2 separate regions of the Gossypium arboreum genome follow, and region 2 is linked to region 1. A link is a contact called in public Hi-C data. All regions are on one chromosome and are shown on one strand. The core of a region is the stretch at or near the end of the contact, and the rest is flanking DNA. Distances in the headings are between cores, read along the strand shown. Region 1 holds the start of LOC108458341 (uridine nucleosidase 1-like). Region 2 holds the start of LOC108458290 (CAAX prenyl protease 2).

What was found. A called contact is a pair of places that touch in the nucleus more often than the background predicts.
Region 2: a Hi-C map of leaf shows a contact between it and region 1, with 4 times the contacts expected there. The contact joins the promoter of LOC108458290 here to the promoter of LOC108458341 in region 1. A contact is called at or near these places in 2 of 5 Hi-C or Micro-C datasets (both in leaf).

The regions. Positions count from the first base shown.
Region 1 is chr4:79,712,839-79,716,249 of ASM2569848v2, reverse strand. LOC108458341 (uridine nucleosidase 1-like) reads left to right here and starts at 1,731. Exons shown (of 9, transcript XM_017757697.2): 1 at 1,731-2,084; 2 at 2,491-2,606; 3 at 2,689-2,748; 4 at 2,941-3,123; 5 at 3,221-3,325. The coding sequence starts at 1,964.
Region 2 is chr4:80,233,691-80,237,048 of ASM2569848v2, reverse strand. LOC108458290 (CAAX prenyl protease 2) reads left to right here and starts at 1,429. Exons shown (of 7, transcript XM_017757636.2): 1 at 1,429-1,809; 2 at 2,127-2,186; 3 at 2,812-2,923; 4 at 3,308-3,358. The coding sequence starts at 1,600.

The DNA.
Region 1 (3,411 bases), core at 482-2,981:
GGTAAGAGAATGATATGTTTCATGGCATGTACATATATGATTATCTTTGATATGTTGATACAAGGAAATTATGTAAGTAAAGATAATTATTAAACTCAAGTGTGACATGTCGAGAAATTAAGTATATCAATATTGAATTTATATGAAATATGTGCAAGTATACTAACAATGATGTTGTTTGACGCTTAGACAAGTGTCAAGCTATTAATTGAATGGTAACATGTTTAATTATAAGAAGCATTGAAATGGTAAGTACTTAGATGAAAATAAAGATTTTGCGAAAATTTTTATGATCCTGATTTAATTCTGGTTAGTTTTTAATGTATGTTTGGGGCTTCAAGGGCCCAATAGAGAGACGTTATGATTATCTTCAAAATATGAATAATAAATGATCAGAATTATCTAAAAATGTTCAGTAAACTCCGGTAATACGTCGTACCTATTCCGGCAATGGATACGGGTAGGGGGTGTTACAAAATGTGCATTTTTAATACATTTTTTTTATAATTTTTGGGATTTTAGTTTTTAGTATATGGTACATGGAATGTCACATCAGTATACTTGTCCGGATGGTACTTCATATGTTATTGTAGATTTTATCAGTCACGTAAGTGTCTATTAATAATCAAATTGATTAATGACAGTTTTCATTATCGGAAGGGCCTAACTAATTTTATTTTAGTAATTGAGAGCTGAATTGATTTTGTTTTAATACTAATAATTTTTAATAAATATTTTTCAATATTCAAAATTTAATAATAAAATAAAAATAATTCAAAAACCAATTTAATAATATAATAAATAATAAAAATTATTTTTATCAATTTAATTTTATTCTAAACTCGTACCTTATATATATTCTAGATAATAGTTCAAATAAATAAAATTTATATGCGTATTATATAACCATAAATATTACATAGAAATAAACAGAAGAAAAATATCACATACAAATTCATATGCATATACGCATCATATAATAATATTAATTATTTAAATATATTATATAATCCAAATACAATATATCTATTAAAACAAACTATATGGATACAATTTTAGATTATATAAAACAAATTTATATTGTGTAAATATGATGCAAAATCATAGTCTACAAATTTATCGTGCCCAAAGTCTTTTATATTGAATTTTCTTGGCCGCCAATGTTGTGAAATTGAAGCATTCAGTTGTTTTGGAATTTCAATATATCTCATAAATAATTCTCAACCTAACAATTCTGTACACAACTTGTTGTATTAAAATTGTTAATTATCTATGTGGTTAAGAATTCAATCATTGTCTTAGATATGGAACAGTTTTAAAATTTATAATAAATATTTATCCATTAATCAACATATAAAATATAGATCATTTATCTCCCAATTATTAAATCTTTCTCATTTAAATGTTGGTCACAATTCCAATTTAATAGTTACATATGAATCTTGATGATTATACATAAAGGATAATATAAAATAGATGCATCATCATCAGCATCGTCTATGAAATTGTACCTTCACCCAACCAATGACTACTTTTTTTAAAATTAAACAACAGGTTGTCCTCCCTTTTTCTGAATAATTATTATTTCTGCTCTGATCCCATACGATACGGTCCAAGATTAGGACCACTCACATTAACCCACGTTGCCATTTACCATTCGCTGTTACAAATCAATTATGCTGACGTCAGCATACCCCCACCTTAAGGCGCTTTAAACTAGTATTAAAGGAGGAAGTAACATCATATCCCATAAACCAAAATAAAACACATCTTTGTTTGGTGTTCTTCTTGGGGGGACTCTCTGTTGGCATCGCAGAGCGGCCTACCTCTTCCTCTTCCTCTTCCTCTACGACAATTAAAACAAGAAATTCAAATCTCTCAATTGTTTTTTTATTCACATCCATATTCATTAAAATCTTAGATTAGATTATTACCACTTTGTGTTTTTCTAATTGCGTTGAATATGGATTATGAATTAAAGAAAGATTGTCACGATGGAATTGTCGTTAATGGCGGAAGCGATGCCCTTTTACTCTCACATGCCAACAGGAACAAGCTCATTATCGATACCGATCCCGGGATTGGTCAGTTTCGCTCCTTTTTATTTATTTACTTTTTCTCTGGTTGGCTGTCAATTTAGTTGCATAAACTAGAATTATAATGAAATAGGAAACAATTTTACTTTTTCAATTTATATTTGTCCTTGGAGTTTTACTTCGGGATAAGCTATAAAGTTTGATTTAAAAAGCTACGTTGACTCTCTCTGTCTATATAGAAAAGTTTTATTCGAGGGGCGTGTGATGAGATCTATATAGGAAAGTTTCGGGTTTTGATATGTATATAATGAAACCGGAAAATTTTTATTAAATTATACAAGGAAGTGAAAACAATATGGAGTGGATTGATTGATTGGCAGGATTAGATATGTAGAGATTTTGTTTGAGTTTGACCCTGAACAATGTATGGATGCGTTTTTCATTTGATTAACAGATGATAGCATGGCGATCTTTATGGCATTTCAAAATCCAGAATATGAGATCTTAGGTTTGACCACCATATTTGGCAATGTCCAAACCGAAGATGCCACTCGTAATGCCTTACTTCTGGTACGTGCTTCTCCTTTCTGGTTTTCATATCATTTGGAATACGTTCATGATTTTATCCTCTTTTCGAGGTGCAAAAGGATAGTGTGAAATCGCAGGGCGTCCTGATGTTCCTGTAGTACAAGGCAGCCCCGAGCCGCTTACGGTAAATGCTTCAGTTTTCCCTTTCCTAAATTACAATGTAATTCCATGGGAATACTAATGGGCCTCGCTGCAATTGTTAACTTGCTTTATTGTGCTTTGATATTCTTCCTTTTTTTTTTTTTTTTTTTTTTGGGGGGCAATTACTATATCTTTTATTTACCATAGCCTAATTGTGGTTGGTTTGTTGGAAAAGGGTGGGAGGCCGAATGTTGCCGACTTTGTTCATGGCTCTGATGGACTGGGGAATATATTCCTATCTCCACCAAAAACTAGCAAATCTGATAAGACTGCCTCTGAATTTTTAGTTGGGAAGGTTTCTGAATATCCTGGTAAAGTATCTATACTTGCACTTGGACCACTCACAAACTTGGCACTGGTAAGACCTTGCTACTCTCTTATCAATTTCCTCCATTTTGGTTATAGGCTTCGCAGGTAAGTGCTTAAACACAGTTTCTCTTTTTTTTTAAATCCAGGCAATCAAAAGGGACTCTTCCTTTGCCAGCAAGGTGAAGAATATAGTTGTACTTGGTGGCTCATTCTTTGCATTAGGAAATGTAAATCCTGCTGCTGAAGCAAATGTAAGCACAAAAGGATCCTAAGTTTGTTTCTTACTACAAGCTCCATATTATCATTCTTCTTTTTGGAAAAGTTTAGTTTCCAAGGA
Region 2 (3,358 bases), core at 180-2,679, 520 kb before region 1:
TCACCTAGAGTCGTCAATTCTAAGTTTTGAAGTTTATTTGATTTAGTCCAATTTTTCATCCTACTTTAACATCCTACCTCAATTTGAAGTTTTTTCAAATTGAGTCGAGTGAAATGAAATTCAAGTCGAGTCAAATCAAGTGAAATTTTTAGAATTAAATTTTAAAAAATTAAACATGCCAATATCGATCATAGTCAATCAACGGTCAGTTAACACCAATCAAAGTCACATGATATATTTCTATAATTTTTATTACATTTTTATTATTATTTTTTTTTATAATTTTTATTTATTTTTTAGAATCTATTTTTATTTTTATTACATATAGATGCCACATGGCACTTTCTTATTGGATTGAAGTGCCATATGGCACATTCTAATTGAGTTGTGCCACGCGACACTTTCTAAATTTTTTTTTTTTATAATTAGAACCAAATTGATAGAATGTGTAAAATAAAAATTAAACTAAAGGAATGTGTAAGCATTTAGGTTAAATTTGTTGAATTTTTTTAATAATTAGGACCAAAATTAATAGAATGTGTAGCATGTTAAGGGCTAAATTTGTTGTCATACCAATCAAAAGTTTGTCATGTCATTATTCGGTCTAGTGACTAGTGCATTTTAACGGTGGAGTGACTAAAATAGGAAATTAACTTAATGAGAGTGACTAAATTAACAAAAACAAAATTGGGTGACTGAAATAAGAACACGCTAAAACTTGGGTGACTGTATGAGTAATTTACCCAAAAAATTATCATGGCAGCTAAAGGTGAGCGTTGGTTCGAATCAAGCGAAAATTTCAAGTTAATCGAGTTATCAAGTTGACAAGTCTCATTTTATCATCTTAACTCGATTTGAATTTTTTTCTTAATCGAGTCGAGTAAAATGAAATTCGAGTCAAGTCAAATTAAATCGAGTGAAATTGTTCAAGTTAAATTAAAAAAAACTAAACATGTCAAATAAAAATCTTATTACAATATAACTAATTTCATGTTAGAGCACATAAATTTGAAAATATATATATTTGAAAACCTTTTCAATACAATAAGAGAAAAAAATATTTTAATATGATAAAGTTAAATTATTAATTTACTTATTTAGGTCTCAGAAATATTATCTTATAAATGTTTTTAAAATTTTAATTTTTATATAGTTTAGATTAATTTTTTATTTTCAAAATTAGAAGGAAACAACAAGACATTTATATTAATATGTTATTTGAATTATTTAAATTTTAAAATTTAAATCCACTCAAACTTGAAATTTGAATAACTTTTTCAAGTTAATTAAAAAAACTTAATAATTCAATTTGATTAAGTAAAAATTCAAAAAAGAAAATCAATTTTTTTGGAATGGTTTCGCCTGGGAGCTGACTGGAAATAAAGTGTTAATGAGGGGTTCTTTTCGGCCCAAATTTACTTTGAGGCTTTGAAGTGACCCAAAAACCCTCAAACAAGAACCGCCCCAAGTCAAAACCCGAAGCCCCTTCTCACTGAAAGGGTATCAAACGGAGAAGATATTGAACCGGAACCGGCTTTTCTTTCCCCCCTTCTCTTCCTCTCTCCGGCGATCCTAGCTGCCGCCTCTTCGAATCCAGACATGGAAGAGAGCGAAGGTAGGTTATCGAAGCTAGTAGCGGTGATTGCTTGCATCGCTATGACACTGTTTTATGTTTCTATTCTTTATGCTCCTACTCTGATCCTCCGCCTCCCGCCTCCCCAATCCTACGAGAATTTCATGATCCGACGGTTCATTTGCGCCGCCGTTTGCTCCGTCGCGTCCGTTATTTTCTGTGCTTTCGTCCTTCCGGTATACCTATTTCCTTTGTCTCTCATTTTTATTTCACTCATTTATTATTATATAATTATGAACTAAGTTGAGATTTCTGTCATTCTGTGAAGTAAGTGGAAACTTAATTCATTGAGCTAAAAAGTGAACTCATATATAATTAGAGATGAGCGAAATATTGAATTGTTAACATGCATTGAACTAAAGCCATTTAACATTTTCATGTGAATGTAAAATCATCCATTTTGCGTTTTACAAAAGTGCTATTATTTGTTTTTATATCCAAAACACGTTTGTTCCTTTTTTTTATTATTCTAACAATGTTCGATTATGCGTAGATAACAGGTGGGGAGGCATCTTACTCGTTTGGGGTTTATGGCATTCGATCGGATCATTTTGTAAGAATCATACTTATGGAGTATATTTCCTACATTTTTGTTATGGATTTATTATTTATGTTTATGATCTGCTGGTTCAAAATCAGTTCTTGAAATGCAATTTTATGTGTGAAACAGTGGCAAGCAATCGTCTTTCCTCTTTTCTTGACTTCTCTTATGTATGCTGGATCTTTGATATTCAAGTCCATGTTATTGGTAAATAAGTGGAAGGAGCATAGACATCAAGAGGGAGAGCCACTGTTAGGTTGTATAAAAAGTACCCTTCTTAGCCTCCCGGTCCAGATGTCTTCAGTAACTTCCAATGTTTTATTCTGGAGGAATTTTATTGTGGTTAGTATGCTTACCACTTAAATTTCTTCATCTTTTGGGTGAATGCAAATAATTGTAAGGTCTATAAATAGGGTGTGTTTGCAATATTTTATTGTTGAAAAGGTTGCATTGTGCTTGCTTATTCTAGAAAGTAGTCTTGCAAATGGATTGAATATTGTGTTACATGTCCTGCTTATTGTTCAATGTTTAACAATCCTTCTTAGGAGAACAGCAATAATTGAAAATTAGAAGGAAATTTTCGAAATTGTTCCCTGTTTCTTCAGTCTTCATTCCTTAATAGTACTTTAATGAACAGGCACCAGTGACAGAGGAGTTGGTGTTTAGAGCATGTATGATTCCTTTACTTCTTTGTGGGGGATTTAAAGCATACAATGTCATTTTTCTCTGCCCTACTTTCTTCAGTTTAGGTGAGTCTTTTTTTGTTTAACACAGTTCGATCATTCATGAGAGGATTTATTATCTTTTTTCCTTTGGGTGTTAAGTATTTGTAATAGCTTAGACATGCTTTCATTGCATATATAGTGGTATGTATCGGTGCAACAATCTGTTTTTTTAACTTTTACCACAGTATAAATAAGTTAAAAAGGATAAGGTTGGCACGAAATGATCCATTTTTAAAATCTTATTATCCAATTTTGCATGTTCTTGTTCATATTTGCAGGTGTTGCTCAATTATGTGCTTGTGCATTTATTGCATTTCTTAACCATAATGCTTTCTATTTCTGCCACATTGCATATTGAGTTGAATGGCATATAAACTGTTTCAACTCTGTTTTGTCAATGTCTTGCAGCACATTTGAACCATATGATGGAGATCTACAGCCGACATAACTATAGCTTGC